3 separate regions of the Gossypium arboreum genome follow, and all the other regions are linked to region 2. The links are chromatin contacts, called in public Hi-C maps. All regions are on one chromosome and are shown on one strand. The core of a region is the stretch at or near the end of the contact, and the rest is flanking DNA. Distances in the headings are between cores, read along the strand shown. Region 1 holds the start of LOC108486465 (FT-interacting protein 3-like). Region 2 holds the start of LOC108486139 (4-alpha-glucanotransferase DPE2). Region 3 holds the start of LOC108486326.

Region 1 (3,573 bases), core at 623-3,122, 790 kb before region 2:
TATGGTCTAACCTTCTTTGAACCACCTGTAAAGGAATCACACACTTCCCCAAGGTTTCATCCTTGTTCGATCCCACCCTATCTTCCACGGATAGAAACAATGGCTCCTCGAAAGGTTCAGCAACTACAAACATCAAGTCCTCATTCCACATTGGATTGATGGTCTTACTCGGAGATATTCTAGTTCTCAAAGCCTGATTTCTAAGAACAGCTTTCACAAATACTTCAGGGAACCTGCCTTTATCACTAGGTACCAAGTCTTGAGCTTCAATGACATTCACCCTCACATACCAAAGCTTGGGGGAAAGATACACTTTTGATCGAATGTTTGTAACACCATCTGGGCCAACTGATGCAGCATCTGAATGCCACGCATCCGGAAATGCCTCATCTGCTTGAGTTCCCATCCAAACAGCCAGCATGAGTTCTCCCTTTGGTTTATTACCCTTTCGATCTTCCAATCTATACCACTGTGGCGCCAATGGGCTGTCGGGAGGAACCCTCTTCGGAATTTCATTGACATCGAACACAACCCTGCCAATTAAATCATCTACAACAACATCCTTGTCCTTCACAAACACTTCCAAAATAGAAGCTTGAATTCTTTCTTTTGAGAATCCAAATACTTGGTTCCATTCAGGATTGCTCTTCTTCTCGAAATGCTTAGTTACTCCCTTGTAGTTCCCAAGTTTAACCTCCACATAAGGATCACAGCTACCAGTGACATCTTTTCCAGGTAAATCCTTAGCCTTCACAACTCGAACGTACAGGTATTGCATTTGCTCCACAAGGTCATAGGTGCACGAAAGCTTATCACCGGTGACTGCCCCGGCCCCGATGTTGGGTGAGGTCTGCTTTAGGGCAAAGTCTACTGATTGTGGCGGCGGCTTCTGCATTTTGCTTTTAAACAACACTCAACAGTTGTGCAAGCAGCAGCTATGGTTATCAGAAAAATTAGAATTTCGATAATAATAAACAAATTTACAACTTAGTAGCTCCATTTGGTAGCCGAGCTAAAGGGAAGAAAACTAAGTAAAATAATAGCGAAACAGTTCATACGTACTTGTCAATAATCATTAGTAAAGAAGCATTCAATGCAGTTAACAATCAAAGAAGCGAACTTGAAGGCTCTTTAAACAATTTTCCCGGTTACCAAACAGCATTAAAATTGAAACATTTATCAGAATATACAGCAAAACAACCAAAACTGCGTTTTATACAAGAAGAAACAGACAGATCTAAAGCAAGAAAATCCGTTATCCCAAACACAAGAAAAAAAGAGGAGTTAACTACAAGCAAAAGAAAAAAATACGAACCATATATCACTGTCATGCATTATTGACATTTTACATGACTTAAAAGAGTGAAAAAACATAGTGTCAAAGTTAGAACAACAACTCAAACCAAACCTACGAAGACAAACATTTGAAATCAAAGCAGTCATTTAAAAGGAAAAAGAAAAAGAGTTGTACCTTTGTAAGAATGCAAGAAAAAGAACCAACTTTCTTTCTTCAAGGTGCAGAAATGGAAAATCTTTTATGTTTATATAACTTGGAAGAAAAAAAATACGAAACTAGTAAGAATAAGAACGGGGAGGTGTGGGAAGTGAGACTCAAAGATCTATAAAGTAATAAAAGAACACATAAAAAGTACAAAGTATCAACCTTTTCTCTTTTCACCATTTAATTTGATTCACCAAAAAGAAGAGCAAAGATGAAAACTAAAAAGATATATTAACAGGAGACATTTTATTTTGTATAAAAAACGTAGGGGTTGAAGCTTAAGATAAAACAAAGAAAGTCACACGTGGGAAGACTGTTGTCGGTTCCGGCACATGCGAGATGAAGGGTTGTTTTGTTTGTTTGTGTTGATGTTGGTGGACCTCGGACTCAGTGTTGTTGGCTCGCTCTTTTCACTGATTATTATTATATTGTTATTATTATGGTAAATCTACTATGTGAATGAAAAACCAACTTTAAAATTGATAAAAGTATAAATAAACTTTTAGTTGAATAGTAAAATATAAATATGAAAATTAAAAGGTATAGGTTTAAATCTTATTATATATGTATATTTTTTATTTTTATATGAAAATATAAAATAACAAAAAATTCTTAAAATCATACAATTTATTTTGAAAAATAATAATATTTTATTTTATTAATGTAATTGATATGCAATTAATCCGTTACACCAATTTAATTAAAATTTTTATTGTAGATACTTGAATTATGTCATGTAAGGATTGTCTCATGAGGTAGTGTTTCTATTTTGGAAGAGGATATTATTCACATTGGCATGGGTGGAAGCAGAATTTGAAGATTTAAATTTGAGTTTTGATTATTGAATGAAATTGATAGCAATTAGAAAATAAAATATAAATAGAATGGATGAAAGAATAAAATTAAAGAAAAGAATAAAATTAGAGAAAAGGATTATAGTGCAAATTTTACATTATAAAGTTCTTTTGCTCATTTTGCTGGAAGTATTTTTTTTTTGGGAAATATTATATGAGTGATATTGAATATGAGTCTTTGCATCTGAATATTTCGTGGAGATTGAACTTGGACTATACATTTTACATAGTTTCACTTGAACCTTTGACTTTTGGCTTGGATATTTTTTCTTTAGAAAAAAAAGAAGATGAAATGCACCCCCCGGTCATCCCCTACTAGCGGACTCTCACCATCTTTTTCCAGCCTTCTTTTCTTCATTTCCTTGTGTTTTTCTTCAAATCAATCATACATTTCAACCTCCCATATTAAGATTTCACTAAAACCACTTAGGAAATCACCTCCTAAACTCATTTCCCACATAAATCTCTCCATTTTTGATTTAGGATTAATGAAAAAAAAGTTGAAACTAGAAAAAGAAAATTTCAAATAAAGTAAGAAACGATGTTTCCATCATTCCTTTCTTTGATATTTGTGATTGATGCTTTTAGAAAGCTATGAGAGCTTGAATACTAATGCTTTTGTTGTATTTTGGATTTATGAGAAGAGGAATGGTGGAAATTGAACCCCCCAAGCTTGTATGAGGGAGGAGCTAAGGTGTAGAAAACTTAGTTTTGAGAATAAGTATATCCAAGAGATAAGTATCATTGGATTTGTTACCTTTCCCACTAATGATGTGATTATGGAATATGATCATTACTGAAATAAATGATTAAATAAATTATGTGTTAAAATGTGTGAAAATATGATTTGATGTGTTGTGATAAATGGGGAAGAGAAATGGTAACACTAATAACCTTAGTTTAATTTGTATAAAAATAAGATTGGTATTATGTTTTGAGAAAATAAATGTCATGGCATAAGTTATGATTGGAATGAACACACGTGTTAATATGTTTAATAAAGTAAAATGTTGAAAATATAAGATTAATATATGGCTAAGAGAAGTTTTTGTCAAATGTGATAAGTAAGATCTGTGAAAATGAGAACTCAAATGCTATGCAAATCATGAGATAATGAATTATTTAACAAGCCATATATGTAAAATGACCTATCGGTAATTTGGAAATACATGACATAAATTACCTGGAAAGTGTTATGGTGACATGGTCGCCTAATGA
Region 2 (3,497 bases), core at 7-2,506:
GTTCAAATAACTTAATAATTTATAATCAAATTAATTTCCATGTGAAATACAAATGGCATGCTCATTACCTTGAAAACACCCCCAATCAAAACCTACATATTCATTTATAAAGCAATAGTTAATATAGGTAAGGCAAGATGACATCTAGACTTGACAGAAGAATTCTTCAGGATGCATAAGTTCTCATTAGTCATTACCAAAATTATAAAAGAAGGAAAAATGTAACCATATAGTTAACTAACCATAAAGGAAAAGAAATAAACAACACAAGAATGTGATGCATATATTTGATTAGTAACTTGTCCTATTCAATATCATAACATAATGAGCAATAAAATCCCTAGAATTGTGTTGAACATCATTTTTAAGCAACTCTTAAACGCGGTTTTAATCACTCTCTTACTCTAACCAAATACCCTTAACTACCCTAGAATTCATTACAATATCCAATCTTTATAACAAGACTAACCATAACATAGAGCAAAATTATATCTTCAAAGCACACAATGCAAAGTTAAAAAGAAAAAGCAAAAATCCTTGCACAAATTACAAACCACAAGAATGCAACATGTCCAGATGATAAACTTATAGAAATTACAAAACAAAATTATATCTTCAAAGCACAATCAAGCTTTCGAAACAAGAATTGATGTTCATACACAAGAGTTGTAGTACGATTGGACATATACCAAACGTATTTTCAAAGATGCTTTCTCATCTATAGCTACTAACTCTACTTATCTAATCGTCTCTTTTCTTCCTATCAGAGGTTTTTTTTAATCATTTTCGTCCTTTTTACTTCTTCTGTTATTTATTAATCAAAGATTCATTGTTGTTAATAAACTAAAGGATATGTGATCTCAACAAAATATAATTTAAGGAAAAATAAATAAAATAAAACTCTATAAGAAGTAAAAAAGAAAAAGAGAGATTTTGTTGAGACAAACAAATTTAGGGTGGAGCTTAAGAAAATGGAAACAAAAGAAACAAAAGAATAGTAATGAGGTTCAATTGGAAGTAATATGAAGATGGCGAGTGAATGCTTGATTTGTCGTTAATTAATAAGCTAATTTTTAGGGTTCACTTTGGAAAAAAAAGTCGAGGAAGAATGAAATAATTTGAAGTGAAGAGTGAAAACAATGTAGTTGAGAAGTTAAAAAAGGGAAAAAATGTAACTAGAGATAATATTGAATAGCTAATTCAGTTCCTAAATTTCTAAATTGTTATTACACACCATACGATAATAGAAATTTATTCCATTCGACTCGTATTGAGCAATTACAACAAACCAAACAATTGTTTATGATTAGCGCATTGAATAAGGACTACTACATCCAAGCAAAAATGCTAACAAAATAATTGAAATAAGCGATGGTACAGTCGGTGCAGGCATTTATGGATAAACAATTAAGAAATGGAATTTTCAAAAATCATCGGTAAGCTTTCTTTTGTTTTGTTTCTCCTTTATGAAATAAATATATATTAACAACTTCACCGTTCCTTTTAAGAGGACAGCTTTCAACTTTCAAGCCAGCTGTGCGGCTGTGGTTGCGGCGTCGCTCGTGAATGAACGTGATTTGAAGTTTTCAGGTTTGCATCACATTCTTTCCGACAACACTTTCATATTGGCAAAAAGAGAAAAACATATATTGTTTTTAAACAAAAAGTCTACAGAAATGAAAAATACTAAAAAAATAACACCCGTCTTTTTAGATTTTATTTCTTCTGGTTCGAAATAAAAATATCTATAGAAAATGATAAAATAGATTTTTTCTACACATGGTGACGATAGATGCGGACAGACCCACTCCTTTCGCAGCCTTCTTTTGTTTGTTTCTCTTTAATAAAATAAAAATTATATATACACACACAACTTCACCGTTCCTTTAAGAGGATACTGGACGGATAGATAGCTTTCTACTTTCAATCTAAGTAAAGGTGACTCTCTTTCTCTGTTTGGCCCCAATTGTGTGAATTTGCAATTGGCCACGTCTCAGTTTAACCCGTGTTGTTGAATTTCTTCAATTCCTAAATTTCAGAAATAACGTCTGATTTTGGATTCTGGTTGTAATCTATTTTAGTAAGAAATGGCGAGTCAGGGATTGTTCTCAGCGGCGAAGTCTATGAAATCTGTGAAACTCAAGTTTAGAATACCGTATTACACGGAATGGGGCCAAAGCTTGCTGGTATGCGGCTCCGAACCAACGCTTGGTTCATGGAACGTTAAGAAAGGGTTGTTGCTGAGCCCTGTTCATCAAGATGATCAACTCATATGGACTGCAACCATTTCAGTGCCATGTCAATTCAGTTGCGGCTACCGTTATTATGTGGTGGATGATGCCAAAAATGTACTGAGATGGGAGATGGGAAACGAGCGTCGGTTGTCAATACCTCACCTGCTTTCGGAGGGTCATACTCTCGAGCTTCGTGATCTTTGGCAGGTGCTACTTTCATTTGATTCATCCATCCTTTTCTTTTCGTTCATTCAATTGCTTTTCAGATCAATATTCTTCTTAAGCACTGTTTTTGCTCCCATTGTTGTGGAAGTACGTATATTACCGTATCTATATGAATAATATATTATTATTGTTGTTCATATTATTGTTGTTGAGTTCTAGATCTGCTGAGCAATAGACAGATAAGCTTATTCTCGTTCTTCTAGTGCAGATTGATATGACCTTTTACGTTTATACTGTACTAAGTTGTCTTCTGTTCTGCACTTGTGCGTGTCTGGAAGTCTTGAGGAAGCAAATAATTAATATGTAATTTGACATGAGAAGTTAATTCCAATGGCAACTTTCCTGTTAGTCTCCAATTTGCTTTGCTGCTTCTTGCAAAACTAAGCAAAAACTTAGAACAAAAGACTAATTTTCTGCATACTACATTCTGTAAATTCAATATAATTTATAGAGAAAGCATTCCACTAAATATGGTATGAAATTCCCTTAATTGATAGGTCCTTGATTCAAGGGATCTCTTCATTAAATTTTACATAACAAAAAAAAATCTTATTAAACTAGCTCCAAATCACTAATTGACAGCTCCAAGTTCCTTATGAATTGGACTGTGTTAATTATTCAAGTGAATGATATATATATATTTTAACTAAGGTCAATGGTATTTTATTCCATAATTCTACATTTTTACTCTGTTTGCTGTGATTGACTTCTAATATCTTCATTGATGGCTATTTATCAATGGATCTAAGACGAGAAAAAAGTAGTCTGCATTAACCTTTCCTTCTACAATTAACATGCACTTCTCTGTATATTGTGAATGAATATGGTAACTGGGAACAATTAAATGATACAACTTGTAGTAATCAGAGTGGAGTTCTTTTTGTTGATGCTTTTGCCAAAAAAAAAAATTGCAACTTACTCTTGACTTTCTTGTGGAACTAATAGTAAAACTATTCTCTTTCATGCAGTATTTCTTGGGCAAGTCTGTATTTTTTTTCCATCATCTACCTACATAATTGACAGCCTTGCATCTTTTAT
Region 3 (3,115 bases), core at 137-2,636, 540 kb before region 2:
TATTGTAAAAATACAAGTTTCACATGAAAATTTACTTTAGACAGAGACAGACATATGTAAAGAGTTATACTATTGACTAAAATGTTAGATCAAAATGCAGATAAAGAATGAAGGTAGAAAAACAATTATAGAACTTGAAAATAATGACTAGAAATTATGAACATTCAAAGTTTGGGCTAGAAGTTATGTTTTCATGATTTGATGTGATCTGTTATCTACCAAAGTACCAAAACCACAAGAACACTCACCTTAAGATGATTTTTTTTGTCATTTTACAGATTCATTAAGGGTACTTATGAAAGCAATACCAAAGAAATATTTTCATCTTTTATGAATAACTGCTCATACATCGCTACATTTCATGAAGATATTTTTTAAAGAAAGAAATCAAAGCCAGTTCCCTCAAGGCATTGATTAGCAAGATCCACATCTGAATTCTACCACAACAGATGGTTGATCTCTATGTTTTCCTTTTTTTTCTTTTTTATTGTTACTTAGATGACTCGTATTACAAATTACATAAACGCAATGAAAGTTCAGGGATAAAATAATGTTGAAGAAATGGGAAAATAAAGAACCTGAACTTGGCCAGCCAAAACGACAGCAGTACCAATAAGAGAAGAATCCTGCACGATGTCGTTTAGACCTTGGTCTCCCCATTTACATTCCACTCCAGGAAAATGCTGTTTGGCTATCTCAACAGCTCCTCTCGAAGATTCCTTCTCGGTATGAACCACAACATCATTACTATTTCAAATACAGCAAAAAGAATACAAATATATATACATTTTCAAAATATTGAGTAAGAAGAAAGGGGAAAAAGAAACCTCTGAACGGCTCCAGATATATTTGAGGCAGAAGAGATGTGAGATCTCGGCGAGTCTCGGGATGTATTGAGTTTTTACAAATATTCCAGCCCCCAGAACCGCGATTTGTGGAAGGGTAGCCATTTTTGAAGGATCTTACTTTTTTAGCAAAAATTTAGATAGATCGACCTTTTACGATTTTGTTATGTGGGAGTTTGGAGTTTGAAGTTTGAAGTCGACTGCAACTGCAATGTGGTAAGAGGAAAAAAATGTGCTTGGAAGTTGAGCGAGACGCAGAAAATTCTAACACGAGCTACCAAAAACGAGCCTTCAGTGGGCTCACAAATATATTACCAGTTAGATTATCCCATAGAAAATCTGAACCACCAGACAAAAAGAAGAAAGAAAATTTTGAGCATAAAGCGGTATTTGCCGGTTCTAAGTAAAGAAAAAGATGGAGGCTTTTTGTTTTTTCTTGTTTTTATTTGGGAAAGAAAGAGAAGCTTTCCGTTTCTATTCCACAACAAAAGTTTTCCCTCAGCTTATGTGAATTCAGGTTGCATTTGTATTTTGTTTTTCTCAACTTCGATTAAAATTAAATTAACTGATCCAACTCATTTAATTTAGTTCACTCGTAAATCGATTAAAGATTCTTTAAAATTTCGATTAATAATTAATTAATTAAATTAATCGAACTTAATAAATAACATTATATATTAATGTATTAAACTATTATTAATTCTATTAATTCAGTCAAATATTGCTAATTTTTTTAATATATTTTATACCTTTTAATAGAAAAAAAAACATGTAAATTAGTTTTAGGATTTGAAAAATAGGGGTTTTCTTGATTAAGTGATGGAATTAATTTGTTACGAAGTCTAACTACTTATGCGAAAGCCAACCCAAGATAAACCTGATCATACAAGACATTATGTGATGAGTACTTTAACACTTTCAAGGAAGTGAAATTGAAGTTAAAGGTCTGCCTGTTTGATTGAAAATGGTTTCTAAAAAAGGATTTCTAGAAAACGACTTATTTTTCTTGAAAAGTTAATATTTTCTGATATTTAGATAAATCTGTACAAAATATTTTCTGTTGTTGGTAGATTTCTAAAATATTTCATAAAAACTGCTTTTAAATGAAACAAGCTTACATTTGAGAATTTATTATATTTTCATTGTTTAATTGAATTTATTTTATATCTATTAAATTTATATTTACATTATTGTTACATATATTGTAATGATTTATTTATAAATAAATACATCAAACTAAATATATAATGGTACTCAATTATTAAACTAGAGTAGTAATAGTTATAAATTGAAAACAACAAAAGCGGATAGATGATTCTTAATTGTGTTATAAAAAAATAAAAACAAAGATTGAATAATAATAAATTAGCTTCTAAATCACTATTAATACTACAAATCAATAATATTATCCAAGTGCATAATTAGTAATACACCACATGATAACTAAAATATTGTCCAAGTGCATAACTAGTATTACACCACATTAAAGCATCAACATCTTCAACCTTAAGAAAATTTTTGAAGCCAAATTTTTGTATGCTTCATACTTTTAACTAAGAAAGTTTTGGCCTCGGATTTATAACCTACAAGGTAATTAAACACACTACGAAAGAAGTCATTATCAAATCCTTCCACTTCCATGGACATCTCTTCTTCTTAAAGAAGTGGTGTTTTATCCATATTAAATTGTTCCAATGCATTAGCAATCTTACCAAGTTGTTTACCCGCAAATTTAATTTGTTCATCGACAACACTTTCTTAAGCATTTTTTTCTTTTATGTTTAGTTGTGCTAGATGAACATACTTTTGTTCTTACCTCCTCAACTTTCTCATTGTTGTAGTCTACAGGCACTGAATCTTAGTTACCATCATCCAAGTCTATGTCAGCAAATGTTCTAGCAAAACTTCCTATCGTCATATCTTTGCCAACAACCAAAGTCATTTCATCATAATGATCAACGCTTTTGCTCAAAAATGGTTCATACTTCTTGTATGCATGTTAGATATTATACACAACCAGAATAACAAGTAAAAACAACTGAAATATATTTAACATATATATACATATATTACCATCATTACTGCATCATATGTCGCTCTATCACATGTGATCATTTTCGTGTTATCATCCCATCCAAAACCACTTTCGCTCTATTAGATGATTTTTCACATGCTTAGCATCATATTGAACTTGGAATCTTTCAGAAATAGTTGTAGCAACTCGATTAAAAGAAATTGCTTTGAAAGTATTAGAAGACTTATTTCCTTTC

What was found. Hi-C and Micro-C count contacts between places; a contact is called where the count stands out from the background.
Region 1: a contact with region 2 is called in a Hi-C map of leaf, with 2.6 times the contacts expected there. The contact joins the promoter of LOC108486465 here to the promoter of LOC108486139 in region 2. A contact is called at or near these places in 2 of 5 Hi-C or Micro-C datasets (both in leaf).
Region 3: a Hi-C map of leaf shows a contact between it and region 2, with 2.5 times the contacts expected there. The contact joins the promoter of LOC108486326 here to the promoter of LOC108486139 in region 2. A contact is called at or near these places in 2 of 5 Hi-C or Micro-C datasets (both in leaf).

What each region holds. Positions count from the first base shown.
Region 1 is chr6:85,866,030-85,869,602 of ASM2569848v2, reverse strand. It overlaps LOC108486465 (FT-interacting protein 3-like), which reads right to left and starts at 1,872. Exons shown (of 3, transcript XM_053029544.1): 1 at 1,664-1,872; 2 at 1,472-1,549; 3 at 1-899. The coding sequence starts at 895.
Region 2 is chr6:85,080,078-85,083,574 of ASM2569848v2, reverse strand. LOC108486139 (4-alpha-glucanotransferase DPE2) reads left to right here and starts at 1,256. Exons shown (of 24, transcript XM_053030189.1): 1 at 1,256-1,436; 2 at 1,516-1,590; 3 at 2,082-2,441. The coding sequence starts at 2,088.
Region 3 is chr6:85,616,359-85,619,473 of ASM2569848v2, reverse strand. LOC108486326 reads right to left here and starts at 1,386. Exons shown (of 12, transcript XM_017790323.2): 1 at 828-1,386; 2 at 579-719. The coding sequence starts at 950.